Linked DNA regions of Arachis hypogaea: region 1 is linked to region 2. Evidence: chromatin contacts called from public Hi-C data. All regions are on one chromosome and are shown on one strand. Each heading gives the region's core, a stretch centred on a gene start, on an enhancer-like site or on the middle of the called end of the contact. The rest is flanking DNA. Distances are from core to core; before and after follow the strand shown. Region 1 holds the start of LOC112721076. Region 2 has its middle 7.3 kb from the start of LOC140176322.

Region 1 (3,053 bases), core at 102-2,601, 75 kb before region 2:
TTTTTAATCTCTTCCCCAGTGGGCATCACATCCATATTCCGTTTTACATCCTCATGAATCTTTGGGTAGGATTTGGAGGATTGGAGTTGTATTGTATCACCTTGTTCTTGGTACAAGCATGTGAAAAAATTAATTGCTAAGTTTTCCAACTCCTCTTGGTCTTCCACCCAAGTCCCTTCATTATTCCGCAGCTTAAGGATCTTGTTCTTCCTCCTAAGAATAATGGTTCTTGTATGATAGTAGCGGGTGTTACAGTCCCCATCAATAATCCACTTCTCCCGAGACTTTTCCAACCACAAAATTTCTTCTCTATCAAGGGTATCTGCCAGCTCTTTATGAAGTTGAAGTTCTAACCTTTCAAGAAAAGGGTTCTTACCATTTGCCTGAGCCCTCTGTATGCCTCCAATGCGATTAATAAGTCTTCTCTTCATCCTTTCAACATGGCCAAAAACTTCCTTGTTCCACCTAGAGAGGTTGCTACACAGGGCTGTGAGAGTATTGTCAAGACTCTCCTCGTAATTCCAGTTCTGTCTGACGGTTTTCTTGTACTCAGGGTGTGTAATCCACATCGCTTCATATCAGAAGGGTCTTTCATACCTACTGGCTAACTGGGGATTTAGAGTAACAAGGAGGGGATGGTGATCCGAGCGCATTCGAGTTAACACATCAATTTTTGCCTCCGCAAACTTAGTTCTCCAGTCAATATTACAAAGGGCCCTATCTAACCTTTTAAAAACACGTTCCATCCCTTCCCAGATAGGGCCCTTCCAAGTAAATTTGGCCCAATGTATCCCAAATCTATCAAACAACAATCATCTATCCATTTTTTAAATTTTGCGCAAGCATGTAAGTCTGTTCGTCCCCCACCCTTCTTTTCCGAGGCGCACATAATCTCATTGAAATCCCCTACAAGGAGCCAAGCTTTGGACATACATGTCGCTATAGTTCTCAACTCTGACCATAAACTCCTTCTAGTCCTTTCTTGTGGGCTCGCATAGATTGCTGTTAGCATCCAGCTATGGTTGTTTCCATGAGTTACCTCCATATGTATGAATTGCACACAAGATCTAACCACTTTAACAGAGATATTTAGGTCATTCCAAATAATCCAAATTCTTCCACTAAAACCGTTGGCATCCTGCACATGACTAAAGGCAAACCCACTTCTATCAATAGTGCGGCGCGCAGTATCTCCACTACACCTCGTTTCCTGTAGGATGACCAGATCAGGTTTATGCATTCTCAGATATTCCTTAAGGGTGCGAGTGAAGGACTGACTCGCTGCCCCTCTACAATTCCATGAGAAAATAATCATCAGATCAGATCTAAAGAAAAGAAAGGATGGCCTCATTGCTCCATAGCTGCATCGTCCTCCCCACGGGGCACTTCCACTTCCATGGTTCCCTCGCCCTCCTCTCTTTCCTTTATCGGGCCGCTTCCCTTCCCATTCTCTAACCAGTGATTTTGGTTCTCTTCCACCATGCCAGCTCTCACACCCTTGGCTTCGTAGAGAAGAGCAGCCTCAGCCATTATCTCCGTATCAATTGTGTTCATGTCTGGTGGCTCTGGCTCAGGACTCTCATCCATTGCTTCATCAACTTGTCCTGTTTCTGGGACAAATGACTCTTCCATTTGTGAATCTTGTGAATTGAAGGTGGGGTCTGAGTTTTGTGACTCTGGGGCATTATTGGAGCTAAGGTTTGGGATATTATTTGTCAGATTCTTCATATTTGGTTCAATGGTGTGGCTGTGGGGTGTTTGGTTTATGTTTCTAATTTGGGTCAGGATTTTTTCTTTTTGTGGGTGCTTAGTTTGGTCTGGTGGGTTACTGGGGTTAAAAACTAGTTGGGTTGCTTGGCCTACATTGCCATTGGACTTTGGTTAGGCTGAAATGGTTATTATTGTACTTTTTTGGTTATAGGCTTTCTCATTACTTTTGGATGCTTGGTTCTCTTTCCTTTTGCTCATTGTGGGTGCTAAAGTCAGGGTGCTTGTCGTATTGTTGGGGACATTCCCTGTGCCCTCATGATTGGCTTTGGGGTCATTATTGTTCTCATCATCGAGGACAGCAAACCTCGTATCAGCAATTGCTACCTTTCCTTTCCTTACCTCTCCTCCATTCACCCCACTACTTGTACCTGTGTCTCCCCCTTTTTTTTGTATTTCTGCCACGCGTCCCCCTTTGTACGATCCAAAGGGCTCTTCTAGTACGTCAATGATGCTTTTGCCCTTGTCAAGGTTGGCATTTCCCGTATTAACCTTTCCATTTATGTCTCCTCCACTTCCATTCCCCTGAATTTCTCCTTCTCTCTGTGCCTCTTCTGTGACTTTCTAGCCAACGTTCTCCCCAGTTTTTCTGCCTGGACAATTTGCTTTTTCATGCCCCCACAATCCCACAAGAGAAGCATATATTATGTATGCCCTCGTACTCCACCAAGTAGCGGATTCCATTAATGGAGTATTGGGAGATCAGTGGTTGTGATAGGTCTAGCTCAAGCACAACCTTGCAAACCTTCCTCGACACTTGTTAGCTGTGTTAGTGTCTACTTTTAGTGTTCTTCCGATTACATTGCCAATCTTCTGCAGCATTTCATCTTCATAATATTCGATAGCAACGCCGGACAACCTTATCCACGCTGCCACCGTGTCAATGGTAGCTTCCATTGGGTTGAAGTCTGGCTTCCAAAATCTCAGAGTGAGATAGTGGTCAAATATCTTTCATGGCCCCCCAGTGAGGGTGTACTCAAGATCCTCTTGAGAGAAGAATTTGACGATAAAAAACTCATTCCCTATATCAATGACTTCAATACTTCCCTATTTCCCCCACATTGCTTCAAGCCTCCTAGTAAGCACCGGCAAGGATATCCTCCTTCCCATAAGCTTAACAATGAGTGTTTTCCACCAGGGCATTCTTAAGCTCTTCATTGCAGCTTCATTAACTACAAAGTTAAAGATACCATTTACCTTCTCAACACGGATCTCAGGTTGCAGGCCTTCCCCCTCCTCATCATCAGACTCATCTGATGATTCTGAACTCTCATTTTCTTCTATGG
Region 2 (3,063 bases), core at 95-2,594:
TATGTTGACTTGACAAGTGAACCCACAGGTAGGTTACGTGTACACTTTAGGACGTCATTGATACACTCAGAAATATTAGCTGTCATATGGCCGTATCGGCGGCCGCCATCCCGATATTGGATCCACAACTCTAAACCGATCCGGTTACACCAATCAACTATCCCCGGGTCTTCTCTTTCAAGATATCTATGTAATATTGATGCTCCTGTTTAGACTTTGCGTATGCTGCATTGACAAGAATCTTTTGTGCATCCTTAGATTTGAAGTTAAACGCAAAATTAGTAGCTATGTGTCATGCAATTTGCACGATATGCGGTCGGTGGGAGCCACCCACTATCTGCGGCAACCAACGCAGCTTTGATTGTGTTGTGGCAATCAGAGATAACTAGAATGCCGGGCTGCAAAGTCACGTGCTTATGAAGGTGACTCAAGAAAAACTTCCACAAATCTGTGTTCTCACCCTCTACTAACTCGACCTCATGAAAGCTTGGAATCAAGCAGGGACACTGTTCATACCCTGACCCATAAATAAAGCCAAACCCAAAAAAGGATAAAAGGCCCATCCAAATAGGATGACCTCTCCATCTTACCTGACCTCTTAAAGAGGTCGGACGTGACAAGAAAGGTTCAGTTTTACTTAAATAAGTAACAACCTCCCCTAAATCTCTCCTACTATCTCTATCTCCACCAAAAGATAAGATCCCAATAAACTCCCAAGTTCCAAGATAAAGGGAATGGTTATCCACCAATAAAGGTATAACTACTTAAAAATGTGGTTATCTATTCTACTATAAATAAACTGATACCCCTCAGGTATATTCCCGTTCTACTATACTAAAAATCTGCCTAAAGCCATTGCAAGCTTAAGCATCGGAGTCTCTTGCAGGTACCACCCCCACCTCCTCATGAGGAACTTGGATGGCGGCACCACGGTACTAGAACAAGTTGGACGTTGCTTAAAAAGGAATTTGGACCTCACATTCAGGTCCAAATCATCGGTTTAGATAACACTCGGAACAAAAACTAATTTAATAAAAAGGGTAACAACTATTTAAAAAAATATTTAGGGCATAGCATTCCATTCCCAGGAAAAATTGGCCACTTGTGATTCATCTAATATATATATATATATATATATATATATATATATATATATATATATATATATATATATATATATATATATATAGGGAAATTATAGCGTACAGAGGTTATTGTATATAGAGTTGAAGAGATTTCGTTTTATTAAAGATTGTGGTGACAAGTGGCATGATGATCTTTGTAGGGGAGCAGCTCGGCAGAGGTGTCAGAGTCATTGTCTAGGTTGGACGTTGTTGGAGCCGCGCTAAGCAGTAAGAGTGAGGAAAGCTCATAATGGGCTTTGGCGGTGGACCCCGTAACCGTTATTCTATATGCATTGGAGCAAACATTTTGGACCAAGCGTGTATGTGCTATGGGCTGTTAGTGGGTTTAAGGAATTAGAGTGTTAAGGTGGTTAGAATAGGAGGAACAAAACATAGTTTTAAGGAACAGATGAGCCTGCCGACAAATAAAAATATTTGAGTTAAATAAAAATTAAAAGTATTTAGAAATAAGTATACAAATTTTGTGATTAATTTGACTTTTGGAACGAAATACCAAAAAAAAAAACTTTGAGAACGTAAAAAAAGTTATGAATTGAATTAAGTAAGATATTTAAAAATTGATGTATAATAAAATCAAGATAGATATATACAAACGTTCAGTACAAATGAATGGGTTATAAACAGAATTTCTTTTTTTTTTTTTATCTTGTCTGCAGTATTTAGACATATATATTCAAATTATCTTCTTATATTTTTGTGCAAAACCCTTAAAGGAAAAGCATATATAAGTCGCAATTTGCTTTAGTACTCTAGGACAGGAGACTGTCATGTGTTTCTACATTAGGGTGTTATTATATAAGTTTCAAGCTTGTCGTGTGCCCATTAATTGGATTATAATGTTATATTCTAATTTGCATCACTTGAAATTTTGCTATTATGGTATTATACTATAAGGATGACATTAGTTTTTGTAATCTGATGCGAATCTTCTTACTTTTTTGTTTGTCGTTTGAATACCTTCCGTAAAAAATGGTTACTTATAGTGAAACACTGCTTAAAGAGAGATAGAAAATTGTGATACGGATTGTTCTAGTTTGCTTTTGTAATCCTGTTTCGATATTACATCATTTGAATAGGTTAATAGTTGCATTTCAAGGTGGTTAGTTTAAAAAGGCGTTGTCTTTCTCCTTTTCTCTAGCTCTCTCTTCCTCTCTCCATGTCTCTCTCCCTCTGTTTATGAAATGTCGATATCGGTAGCGCTCGCTGTCTCTCCTTCACTCATCTCTTGTTGCCTTTGTCTGTCTCTGTATCTGTCTCTCCGTTATTGTTTGTCTGTCTCCGTCTGTCACCCTGTATGTATGACTCACTCTCCATCCCTTCTTACCCTGTATGTATGTCACTACCGGTGGTGACGGCACCCTTTAGCTGACGAGAAAAGTTCGACGATGGCGAAGGCGGTGGCTGCTGTTGGTGGTGGCTGAGAGAGAGGGGGTAGTGGGTTAGGGTTTTTGTGTGAAGGAGGGGAACAAAGAAGGCATGCTTTCAGGTGACACCGTTTCAATCTGTTATATGTTGGATTTTATTTTTTAATTAAAATTTTGAAAACCGGTAAAAAACCATCTGGTTCACCGGTTTATTGCCGGTTCGACGAGTTTTTGCGTCGGTTTTGCTAGGCGGTTTCCATGTCAACCGGATTGGCTAGGGAACTGGTTTCCAATTAGGAAATTAGGGCTGCACACTGTGAATTGGCCAGGGTTCCCTTCGGTTCAGCTAGTCAACCCCGGCCCTGTTCAGTGGTATCTGAACGGGTTCCTATTTCGCCTTGTCCTTTGGATATGCGCGGTACGGTTTGGCTCGGCTTTGATCCAAATGCTACTCTCATCCGAATAATTAATTCGCTTGCGGTGCGGGTTGAATTGGGTGCTTCTTTAAAAAAATTTACTCCAACGCGATCCTATTTCAACCACTTTCTATTGGA

Evidence for each region. A called contact is a pair of places that touch in the nucleus more often than the background predicts.
Region 1: a Hi-C map of leaf shows a contact between it and region 2, with 3 times the contacts expected there. The contact joins the promoter of LOC112721076 here to the enhancer-like site in region 2. A contact is called at or near these places in 4 of 8 Hi-C or Micro-C datasets (leaf and an unstated tissue).

What each region holds. Positions count from the first base shown.
Region 1 is chr11:17,733,057-17,736,109 of arahy.Tifrunner.gnm2.J5K5, reverse strand. It overlaps LOC112721076, which reads right to left and starts at 1,351. Exons shown (of 1, transcript XM_025772152.1): 1 at 722-1,351. The coding sequence starts at 1,351. The coding sequence ends at 722.
Region 2 is chr11:17,657,827-17,660,889 of arahy.Tifrunner.gnm2.J5K5, reverse strand. No RefSeq gene overlaps it. Among protein-coding and RNA genes, the nearest start is that of LOC140176322, 7.3 kb to the right of the region's middle. Within about 2 kb of position 1,344, at least 3 of the 3 cell types and tissues checked have open chromatin away from gene starts, as enhancers often do.